2 separate regions of the Mus musculus genome follow, and region 1 is linked to region 2. Evidence: chromatin contacts called from public Hi-C data. All regions are on one chromosome and are shown on one strand. The core of a region is the stretch at or near the end of the contact, and the rest is flanking DNA. Distances in the headings are between cores, read along the strand shown.

What was found. Hi-C and Micro-C count contacts between places; a contact is called where the count stands out from the background.
Region 1: a contact with region 2 is called in a Hi-C map of cortical neurons, with 2.0 times the contacts expected there. The contact joins the enhancer-like site here to the promoter of 5930438M14Rik in region 2. A contact is called at or near these places in 4 of 484 Hi-C or Micro-C datasets (cortical neurons, liver and nephron progenitors) and 2 of 115 datasets of contacts at active chromatin or transcription factors (both in embryonic stem cells).

What each region holds. Positions count from the first base shown.
Region 1 is chr13:101,284,216-101,289,471 of GRCm38.p6, forward strand. The region is part of intron 2 of Gm36427 (a long non-coding RNA gene); the gene reads right to left. All of the region lies in intron 5 of 4933416M06Rik (RIKEN cDNA 4933416M06 gene), which reads left to right. Among named protein-coding and RNA genes, the nearest start is that of Gm36427, 19 kb to the right of the region's middle. Within about 2 kb of position 2,511, at least 10 of the 459 cell types and tissues checked have an H3K27ac peak or open chromatin away from gene starts, as enhancers often do. A contact at or near this core is called in cortical neurons, where this site is marked.
Region 2 is chr13:101,229,000-101,233,951 of GRCm38.p6, forward strand. 5930438M14Rik (RIKEN cDNA 5930438M14 gene) reads left to right here and starts at 3,128. Exons shown (of 4, transcript NR_046158.1): 1 at 3,128-3,367. All of the region lies in intron 2 of Gm36427 (a long non-coding RNA gene), which reads right to left.

The DNA.
Region 1 (5,256 bases), core at 1,261-3,760, 55 kb after region 2:
CTTTATTCAAATCCATTCTGCTCAGAAAACCAAGTAGCTGTGTTCACAAGTTCCATCTGTTGAGAGTTTTGCTGTGACTAGGTTTGATGGAGATGACTGACCCAAAGGAAAGGGCCCATATTCTCATGTTTTGTCTCACGACTGGCACAGGAATGCTGAGGGGAGAGGGTGCCCAGATAGGCCTGTAGGGCTTGAGGGTGATAGGGAAGGGCAAGAATAGCCTTGTAACCTAAAAAGTAAGCCAGGCCAGGGTTGAGGATAATTGTCCCTGGCAGACTAGATTTGCCTGCTATCCTTTACTCCAACTGCTGAATTAAACATTTAGAGAAAAATGACAAATGCAGAGTTCAGGTTCTTTAAGCCTAGGGACCATTGCTGTTTGTGCTAATTAATCAATCCCTGTGGTGGGGTTGCTTTAATGTTCACTATTACTTAGTAGCCTCCCTAGCCAGCCCCCAGGAGATGCCAGTAGCACCGTGCTACGCCTATATGTAGATTAGGAGACAGAAGTCACCCTTACTTGAGAACCACTGGGCAAAGTAAATGAGAATAAAAATTTGCCTTTGGCTTATCAGTGGCATTATTAATGGGTTGTTGTTTGACAGTATTTACTGAGGCTCTGTTGCATACCAGGAACTAACATTTTCACTCAACTATTGCTCAGAAGTGTTTGTCTGTCCTATTAGGGACAAAGTCTGGCGTATGGATTCACGAACAGGCAAATTTCTGCCCCATGGGGCTTTTGTTCTAGTGGAAAGACAAGTGTGCTAAGAAGAATCATACAAACCTAAAATTGCAAGTGCGGTAAATGGAGGTGTGTTAGTTATGTTTCTGTGAAAAAGGTGAGGCAGTAAACAGATGGACAAGGGTCTATTTTGGCTCCCAAGGTGGGTATTTTAGTCAAGGTCATTTTGCTCCTTTGCCTTTGTGCCTGTGCTGGGCATGCCCAGGAGGGCATGCAATGGAACCAAGTCATTTGCTTTATGCCAGGGAACAAAAAGAAAGATCACAAGGAGTTGGGATTCTACTGTGTGCTGGGAAAACACACACCCCCAGCAATCTAAGACATCCTCCTATTCGGCCATAGACATTAAAGATGTAGCACCTTCTAATGGCACTGAGCTGGGGACCAAGCGTTTTAGATCCCAAATACTTTACTGCAAGAGACCTTTAGGACCTATGCTTGGAGAGCAATTTCCCAAGGTTTTCCCACAATATGGGCTCTGTTTTGAGAGCATCTCATGCATTCACTCATGGGCTAGTGTAACAACCCCATGATATAGATATTAGTCACAGCTGCTTCATAGAAAAGGAATCTCAGCGGACAAAAGTGATGTGAATGATAAGTGGTAGAGTTTGGATTTTGAACCTAGATGGTTGTCATCCAAACCCAAATTTTAGTTACTACCTAAGGTGAGGTGAAGAGAAATCTGAATGATGAGGAGATTCCAACTGGTTGAAGCAGAGGAGTGAAATTTTGTTCCAAGACAGTGGGAAGAAGCAAATGGATAAACTTGGAGCAAAAAGGTGGACATCTGCTGGAAAGTCGCCATGGCTGGAGGTAGTGTTTGGATGGAGGGTACAAAAGAAGATGGGTAGCAGCCATGCTATCCTGAGACAAAGGTGGTGGGGTTGGAGGTTTCAGATACAACTAGGTCACTAAGCGCATGTTCCCTTCATGACATCTGGTGATCTCGGCTTGAGGACAGGAAATCTCATCTATTGTGGTTTGTACTGTGTGTGCAGACACAGAGACGACTCCATGCCTCACAACAGCAAGTCATTCCTTAACTTCAGAATGCTCTGTTCTCTGTTTATTGTCTCTCACGCCAAACCCAACTCACCCTTGCATCGTGCCCACCTCTCAACTCTGCAGTTCTGCTCTGGGACACTGTGCTTGTGGCCACTGATAGGAGTCACCCTAATTAAAGTAGCTGGCAGATAGGTGTCCTATATGTCTGGTCCCCTGTAAAGGTATCCACTCCCCAGCTGTCTCTGTGGTGGAGCTAGGGCTGTGTGCTTGGCCTTTGTCTATTCTCTTGGAGATAGTGTATTCACCCTCTAGGTAAACTTCATACTAATGTCATTTGAATGTTAATGTGCAGTTGGACAATGTCTCGTGCACTATGCCCCCATTCTCTGGGGATTAGGTTGAGCAGGGCTTCTTGCTAGGTTTAATCACACGTTTCGTTGCTGCAGAGACTTGCCACGGTGTTGGCTGTGTCCCTTTATACCATCCAAAATGCTCCGCAGCACTAACCAAATTGAAATGAGCCCCTTCATCTTACACACATACAGATAATTAAACTTCAAACACTGTTTATCTTGGTCCCCAAATCCTCAGAATGCAGAAGCAAATTAATTTTAAATCTATATCTGCTTTAAATAGTAATTGTTTAATCAACAGGCTTGATGTATAATTATATTCTTTGTTCATGCTCCTTGCAGGCTTGAATAGACCACATAATTCCTGGGTTGCTTTCATTTCTGTAATTAAATCACGTGACAGATACTTGCTATATTACAGTTGACTACAGTTGCTTCTCTCCTACCCCCTTTTAGCTTAGAGACGGTTTCTCGGGAACACTTGGATCACAAGCGCTCAGCTTACCGAGGCCCTCCCAGTATTCAGCTTTAATCCTTCCTCTTCGATCAACTAATAATTTACTTAGGAGCAATCGATTTTACCGGTGCTTTATCCTTTCAAAGTTGAGGCTTCTTGCCCTTCCTTTGAACTCATTCCTCGAACCTCCCTTGACGGCATAGAAATTACCTACATAAACCCACAGAAGTCATAGTATCCAGATAGATGTTATATTTAAGGCCCAAACTGCACAAAAAATAACATTCTGGGATTTTTATTTTATCTTTTTAACCATCTGGGACTTCAGGAAGAAAAAAGGAAGCAACTTTCATTATTAGAAGGGGTGACTTTGGCTCCAAGAATTTATTTTACTCGCCTGGATTCATCCCATAAAAACGAGAACTGGACACTAGATAATTAGGTCAATGCTGGAATCTATTCTCTAATTGGAATTTGTTTGTCCCACACAATATGCCTGATTTTCTTTGGGTCTGTGCTGGAAATGTGATTGCTTAAGCCAATCTGGCTCTCATTTCCTCTGTCCATCACAGCCTCCAGCTCATTATCCCTCTGATTTGCTTTCCTCGAGTTCTTACAGTTTTTAATAGTTTTCTTATCTAGGCATGCAAAAGTGGTAAAGCATTGTTGATCTTGGAACAATCAATACTGTAAACATTGGCAGGAGTGATTGGAGGTCGGGGGGAGAGAAAGAGGAGAGAGAGAGATAGAGAAAGAGAGGGAGAGAGACAGAGAGAGAGAGAGAGAGAGAGAGAGAGAGAGAGAGAGAGAGAGAGAGAGAGAACATCATCTCAAATAGCAGCACTGCAGAGGAAGGACACTTAATGCTCATAGCAATCAGATGGTTTCTTCCTTCACCCTTCAGGACTACATCCAAGCTGGTACTTAAGTTGCACTCAGTTCTGAGCCAGTCAGTCCTGGGTCTCCTTCACTTTTTTTCATCTATTATTCCCTTTCCCACCCCAGGATTATCTGTGGTTCCAACGAGTTCCTCTTACCTCTCCAACTCTGTGCTTCCTGGGCACTGTCTGGACTTTCTGCTTTGAGCTAGCTGTGTACAATTATGATTTTCAACATCATTTCCTATCCCTATTCTGTGATTGCCAGATTTTTATTCCCTCATTCTTTTGGATATTTGTGGAGTACATTTCAAATTGTACCCGGGGAATTACTTTCTGCATTTTTTCATTTGCCTTTCTACATCATCCTTGCAAATGCTGAATTAAATGCATGCTATAGTCACAAATGAGTAATTGCCCTGTATTAGCAGATCTATGATATATTTTGCTGGAGAACTCTGCACTGAATTTTTTTTTCCTTCTCTTTACCGGGAGATTAATCATGATGTAGCTTGAGTTTATATGTTTTTTAAAGTATGGAATCATACATGATTATACAAATGATCATGCATATGCTTTGATTAGATGTTGTGTCAGCTAGCGGTTAGTGTGGAAATATAAAACAATTCAGTCTTACAACAGATGTCCTGTTCCAGAGAACTGGTTGTGCCTTTAGACTTATAATTGAGACACTGAAGAGGGGGTGAGAAGCGTCTCAGAGTTTAGCAATGGCTGACAGTTGCTTCAGTCTTGGGACAGGCATACCACATGTGGAGATCATGATGATGGTGCTACAGCTAGGGCACCAGGGAGAGCAGGGCTGGGAGAGCTCAGAGGAGCTGGTTGTTTCTGAGATTGGGGATCTGCAGAAGTAGTGCTACAGGATGCCACTGGGGCAAAGAGAGAAAGGATGGACAACTTAGCCGCTCCCTTCATCCCACCTCGGTCAAGCTTTCTAGCTTCCCATAGCCTAATTATACATGGAGTTACTTGTATGCAAGAGATCCTGTCCCCCAGTACACAGAGTGGACAGCGGGAGTGTAGAGAGGAGGACTGAGAGCTAAGAGATTGATGGTGCACACTGTGGTCAGCACTACTGAGAAAAGTACTGAGGCCAGCTCTACCTAGCACAGGCCAGTCGCGCCACACAAGCCCTTTCTCTGTGATCTTGCCAATTCACCATAGGTCATTGTCGACCTCCATGGTCCATTCTGAACAGAAGTGACAGAATGGTCTTCTGTCTTCTCTTCCTCATAATGACCCCTAATAATTCTTACCAACTAGGTCTGACTCTCCAGGATTTTCCTCATTCGCATTTCCTTGACAGCCCAGATTCAATCATTTCCTAGCATACCTCTTAAAAAAAATTGATGCTTTTTTTCCTGAATATTTATTCTTTAAAATTTTTATGTGTTTGGCGTGTGTGCATGTGTGTGTGTGTGTGTGTGTGTGTATGTGTGTGTGTGTGTGTGTGTGTGTGTATGCATGCGTGTGTGTACCACATACTTGCCTGGTGCCTTCTAAGGCCAAAGAGGGTGTTGAGTATCCCGTAACTGAAGTTATGGACAGTTGAAAGCTGCTGTGCTTACTTGGAATTGAACTCCAGGCCTCTGGAAGAACAGCTAGTGCTTTTAACTGCTGAACCAACTCTCCAGTTGGCACAACTTTAGAGCAGTGGTTCTCATCCTTCCTAATGCTGTGAGCCCTTAATCCAGTTCCTCATGTTGTGGTGACCCCAAACCGTAAAATTATCTTGTTGCTACGCTATAACTGTAATTTTGCTATTGTTATGAACCATAATGTAACTATCTGATA
Region 2 (4,952 bases), core at 1,878-4,377:
TGACATTTTGTGACATTTCTGATTCTCATTGTATAACAATTGCTTTCTACATGTACTTTTGGAAATTGTATAAAGGACAGCTTGAGTTACTTTTTGACACCCCTTGTTCTCTGGGGTGTTATAAGAGCACATTTAGGGTCTTCCCATGTAAAGCGGGGAACTTTTCTTCAATGACCAGTTGGACTTAGAAATTGGAATGTGTGTGTTTGTCAGTGACTTCCCCTTAACCAAGTCAAGAACGTCCTCATTTATGTTTATAGATGCTCCTAAAACTGAGAGCTTTCTGACCAGTAATACATACAGATAAAAACTTCAAAAACTCAAAAAGGGTGGGAACTCCCCTCTAACCACAATACTGCTCTTTCTCTTCACCCCTGCTCCCCACCCCAAACAACCAGAGACTAGTTTCTTCTTGCTTTCTTTATACAAGTAATAAAGACAAAATGTGCCTCTTCTATACTTTCTGACAGATCTACCTCTCCCGATGTTGAAGTCAGATGTGTTAAACTGAACCCAGGCTGTAGATAACTTATGGACATCAGTGTTGATGTGCCATTAATAGATGGTTAATTCCGGAAAACTCTCCTAGTTTCCCACAGGCAAGGTTCCTACACTCTGAGATGTCATGCCTCAATATATATACCTCAACATATCATTCCTTTTCTGATGTTAAACATAGCTTTCGTTTTTCATTATAAAGTCAGGGCACACTCATCACCAGTAACCAAAATGTAGACATGCCATGCTCATTTTTTTCTAAGACTGAGAAAATACCCACACCTTGATGTACATTCTTCTAGAATGTTTAGGTATGTATAAATACATCTTCTTTTAAAATAACATCACATAATAATTATAGATCCCAATCTATTTTATGATATACTACAAGCATCTTTCTAGTTCAGTAATTTCAGTGCCTTGTCTCATGTTTTATGCTAATTAGAATAACCACGTGGCTGTCATAAGTAGTTGAAAATCTGTGTTGGATCCTCACAGTAGATACTGATTTCTTGCTCTTATAGAAGCAGTCCTGGAGGTGACTGAGTCATAATGACAGCTTTCATCTGAGTGGGTGTTCATGGACTCGCCTGTCTGAGGCTATGATGCCTTCATGTGGCTTCCAAATGCTAATGCTCTATCGGTCACCATCCATCCAAGCTCTCCAGAATAGGGAAGGAACACGCAGAGGCAAGCAGGATGGACCTCAGCTTAGTGTCCACCCTATGGACCCAGTTCTGAGTGGCCAGAAGTCTGATACATGTCGTACGTAACAATAGAAGAAGCTTGACAGAATGTCTAACTGTGTACACAGGAACAGAGAAATTTGGATCAAAGCCAGCAACTCCTATGGCACATTTATTAATAAAACTTCTGAAAGGCTGAATGCATGTCTGCTCTGTCCTCATATTTCCTACCTTTGCACGCAGCTGTCAGGACTCAAAGATATTTCCAGATTAAATAAATGAGCCTGATCTGTGTTTTGAGACAGGTTCTCATGTACACTAGCTGGCCTTGAACTCATGGTCTTCCTGTGTCTGTTTCCTAGGTGCTGAGATTACAGGTGTGAGCCACTGTGGCGGGCTGATCTCTATCTAGTTCTGCTGTTTGGAACTAATGAAGATATAGTCTTTTGTTAAAAGATAAGCAGGGCCGCTTTTCAGGGCAGAGAAAAGTGAAATAAGAACAGGATTTTGCGGAGCGAAAGAGATTCTTAGAGAGAGGCAGGGTGCACAGCGTGGGCTAGGATTAGGATGAAAAGAACACAAACTTTCCAGACAATAAGAAGGGTCCCATCAGATGTAGCATCTACATCCCAGTGTGATTTTCTCCAAATACAGAAAGCTGATTTTTCCACCACCTGTATGTGTTTGGATCACAGAGTTTTGGTGATCTGTATTGTCCCACCGTGCCTCTGTCTATGGAAGTGTGTGGTTACCGTTGAGGAAGAAGCTCACCGTTGAGGGCTTTCTCTGAGAAGTAGGGTAGCCTCTGCAGTCTAGGCAATGCCACATGCTCCCAGACACTCCCAGAGAGAAGTGTAGGGAGGACAGTTGGCCTTGCTGGTGGACAGTAGGATTAAGGTTTTCAGTGACACAGCAAGTGTTTACTTTCTACACAGTAGGTGATTCTGGGTATCTCCGGTCTCTTTGCATCCTCTTCCCAGGTTGGATTGAAAGGTACATATTGGGTTTGTTTTATTTCTGCCAGCATCTTAAGCATCAAAGCAGTTGGGCAAAAACAAAGTAAAACAAAAACAAAACAACAACAACAACACACACACACACACTAAATAAATAAAAAGCAGAAGACACTGCCAGAATTCCCATCAGAATATCCATTTCATCCTAAGCATTGGTTTTGCTGTAATGTCAGAAGTCAGTAGTATTAGTATCTGGTCTCAGCCTGTTTGGACCACCCTGGACATCCACCTTAATCTGCAGACAGTGAGCAAGAGAGCTAGTTTTACACCATGCATCTCATTCCCACATTATACATCTGTTCTCAGAGATGACATGAGGATGTTGGTCTTGTCTTCCTCGTCCCTGTAGCAGGGTGGCAGGTGCTGCTGCTCCTGTGGTTGGTAAGGCTAATTGCCTTGCTCTGGATCTGGGGGGTGGGGGGCACATTGGCTCTATTCCACATTGGCTTTGTTTGAGAGTGCATTAAAGATTTTCAGTTATCCTGAAGACTTTTCAGCAGGACTGGGTACAGCCTACAGGGATATACAGGTCATCAGAAGAGGCAAACATGATACCTAATATCCTCTTCAGCATGTCTGTCAGCCAAAATCCGGGGCAGAGGTGCATTTCCCAGGGTTTATGAATCTACTAACTTTGTCAAAAAGAGAATGGTCAGGCCAGCTAATTCTGCTGTTGATAGAAATTATAGTCATCTAATATTTTACAACTTCCATGAAAATCAGCTTAATGTGTGAAGGCTCCTTGCTCTTTTCAGTAGGTTTTTAAATGCTATAGCAATTACTTTGGCTGCAGTAAAAACTTGAAACTATTCAGAGTATACGTAGTTTCCTTTCACTATCCCGAGTGGCATACATAGTTATTACGATTTAAAGAGTTTTGGCCGTCAGAACATAAAATTCTAAGAGCTTGAGTGAAGAAGTGGGGATGAAGGGACAAAGGAAGAAAGGCGAAGGGAAGAGGAAAGGATTTTTGAAAATGGCTTTTAGCTGTTTAATGACATTTTATAGTCTACTGTCGATCTGAAAGCCCCTTCAGAGGGCTCTGTGGGTCGCTCCATCAATCCCCACTTTTCCCATCAGAGTTGATAAAGACGAATGGCAACAGACATGAAATATGGGAGAAGAGATGCTAAAGATGCGAACAGTTGATTGCTGAAATCCTGCCAGGTAGTTTTCATATCCCAGAGTCCCAACACCTGTGGGGATGCTTGGACTGTGCACATGGCCTCATTGTGGACCAAGCAAATGAATGAAATGTAACTTCTTGCTTTGTAATCCAAGGGTGGCGTGTGTGTGTGTGTGTGTGTGTGTAGCCTAGGGTGGAGTGTGACAAAGTACTACTGAAGATAGAAAGAAACAAGGCTTTTGGACCAGGACAAATGTTAGCTTTACTTTCGTTCCCATTAATCCTGGGTTTGTTTGCTTTGATGGCACTGCCATTTAAGTATCACAGAGAGTAATTGAGAGCATAAATATTCATTATTAAAAAGTCTGAAAAGTGCACAGGTGGGTGGAGAAGAGGACTTTCATAGCCTCTTTGAGAGCCTCCTCCCTCACGTATTCCCTGCCCAGTGAATCTCATTAGTTGGTGTATAAGAGAGGAATTGTAATTCTGTCATGGTTGAATGTATTCTATTTCCTTCTGGTATTTAGAGACCCTCCCCCACCACAATTCCATAATTATGCCTTTGTGACAAGAAAGGTATAGGGATTCTCTGGGGCTTGGGAGTATCTTTGCTCGATCCTAAAAGTGTCTTTCTATTCCCTCTGTGCAGTGGTTTCTTCTTATCCTGCCTAGGATGGAAAGGTACAAAATGGGCTTCTAATTTCATGGTTGAAGTGACAAGAGATAATATCGGTGCAGTTCCTGGCAAACATTTTTTTTCTAATACAAATCTAGAATTTGTCTGTGTGGCCACAGCATGGTCAGGAAGATAAGCAGGTGTATGTGTGCATGTGTAGCTTCAATTTGTGTGTTCTTTTCTGAAGCAGCCTAAGATTTTGGCAGAATGATGTTCTCTATTTGCTGGGTGCAAGTACAGGTGGTTCTTCTGAGCATTTTGTAGCATCCCTTGAGATGTGATCATGGTAAGTGCAGAGTATTGGTCCCAGATGAAAAACAGGGTGTCAGTCCCCCTTAATTTCAGTTATTTCCAAATGTTAGCTCCTGCACAGCCTCTGCACATTGTTCTCCGGTGCTCACAGCAGAGCGATCTACAAGTAGCCAAGAAAGGAGAGGGTTAAGGAAAAGAAATGGGGTCCAACATGAACATCTTTTCCCCTTTTCAGCTTTTTAGAAGATAAATGTTTCAGATTTCAATCTGTGGTTCCCAGCAGTTCTTTGGGAACACTGCAGTCGGCCCACAAAAATCGCTACTGCTGAGCCAACCATAGATAATGCGTCTCAGCAGGGATGACATAATGTGCTAAAAGAAGACTATGATGTAATGCCCATCTCGGAGATCAGAGCCAATTTCCGTTACAAAGCCTTGGAGTCTAGCAGGAGGTAATGAGCTAGCATAAATTGTGTAGCACGGATAAATTCTAGGTCTCATGTGCCTATCTGCATTTTTTAAAGGCAAAAGAAGAAAATAAAATAGAATTCCTAGATCAGAAGTATGTTTTCAGCAAGAGTCTTTGCCCACTCTCAATCCAGACAGCACACTGCTCAAGGCTGGCCCATCACCTTGGCCCACATGGGAATTCAGTGTCTGGGTCTATAACCTGCAGTAAGGTGGTGATGTCATCCCTA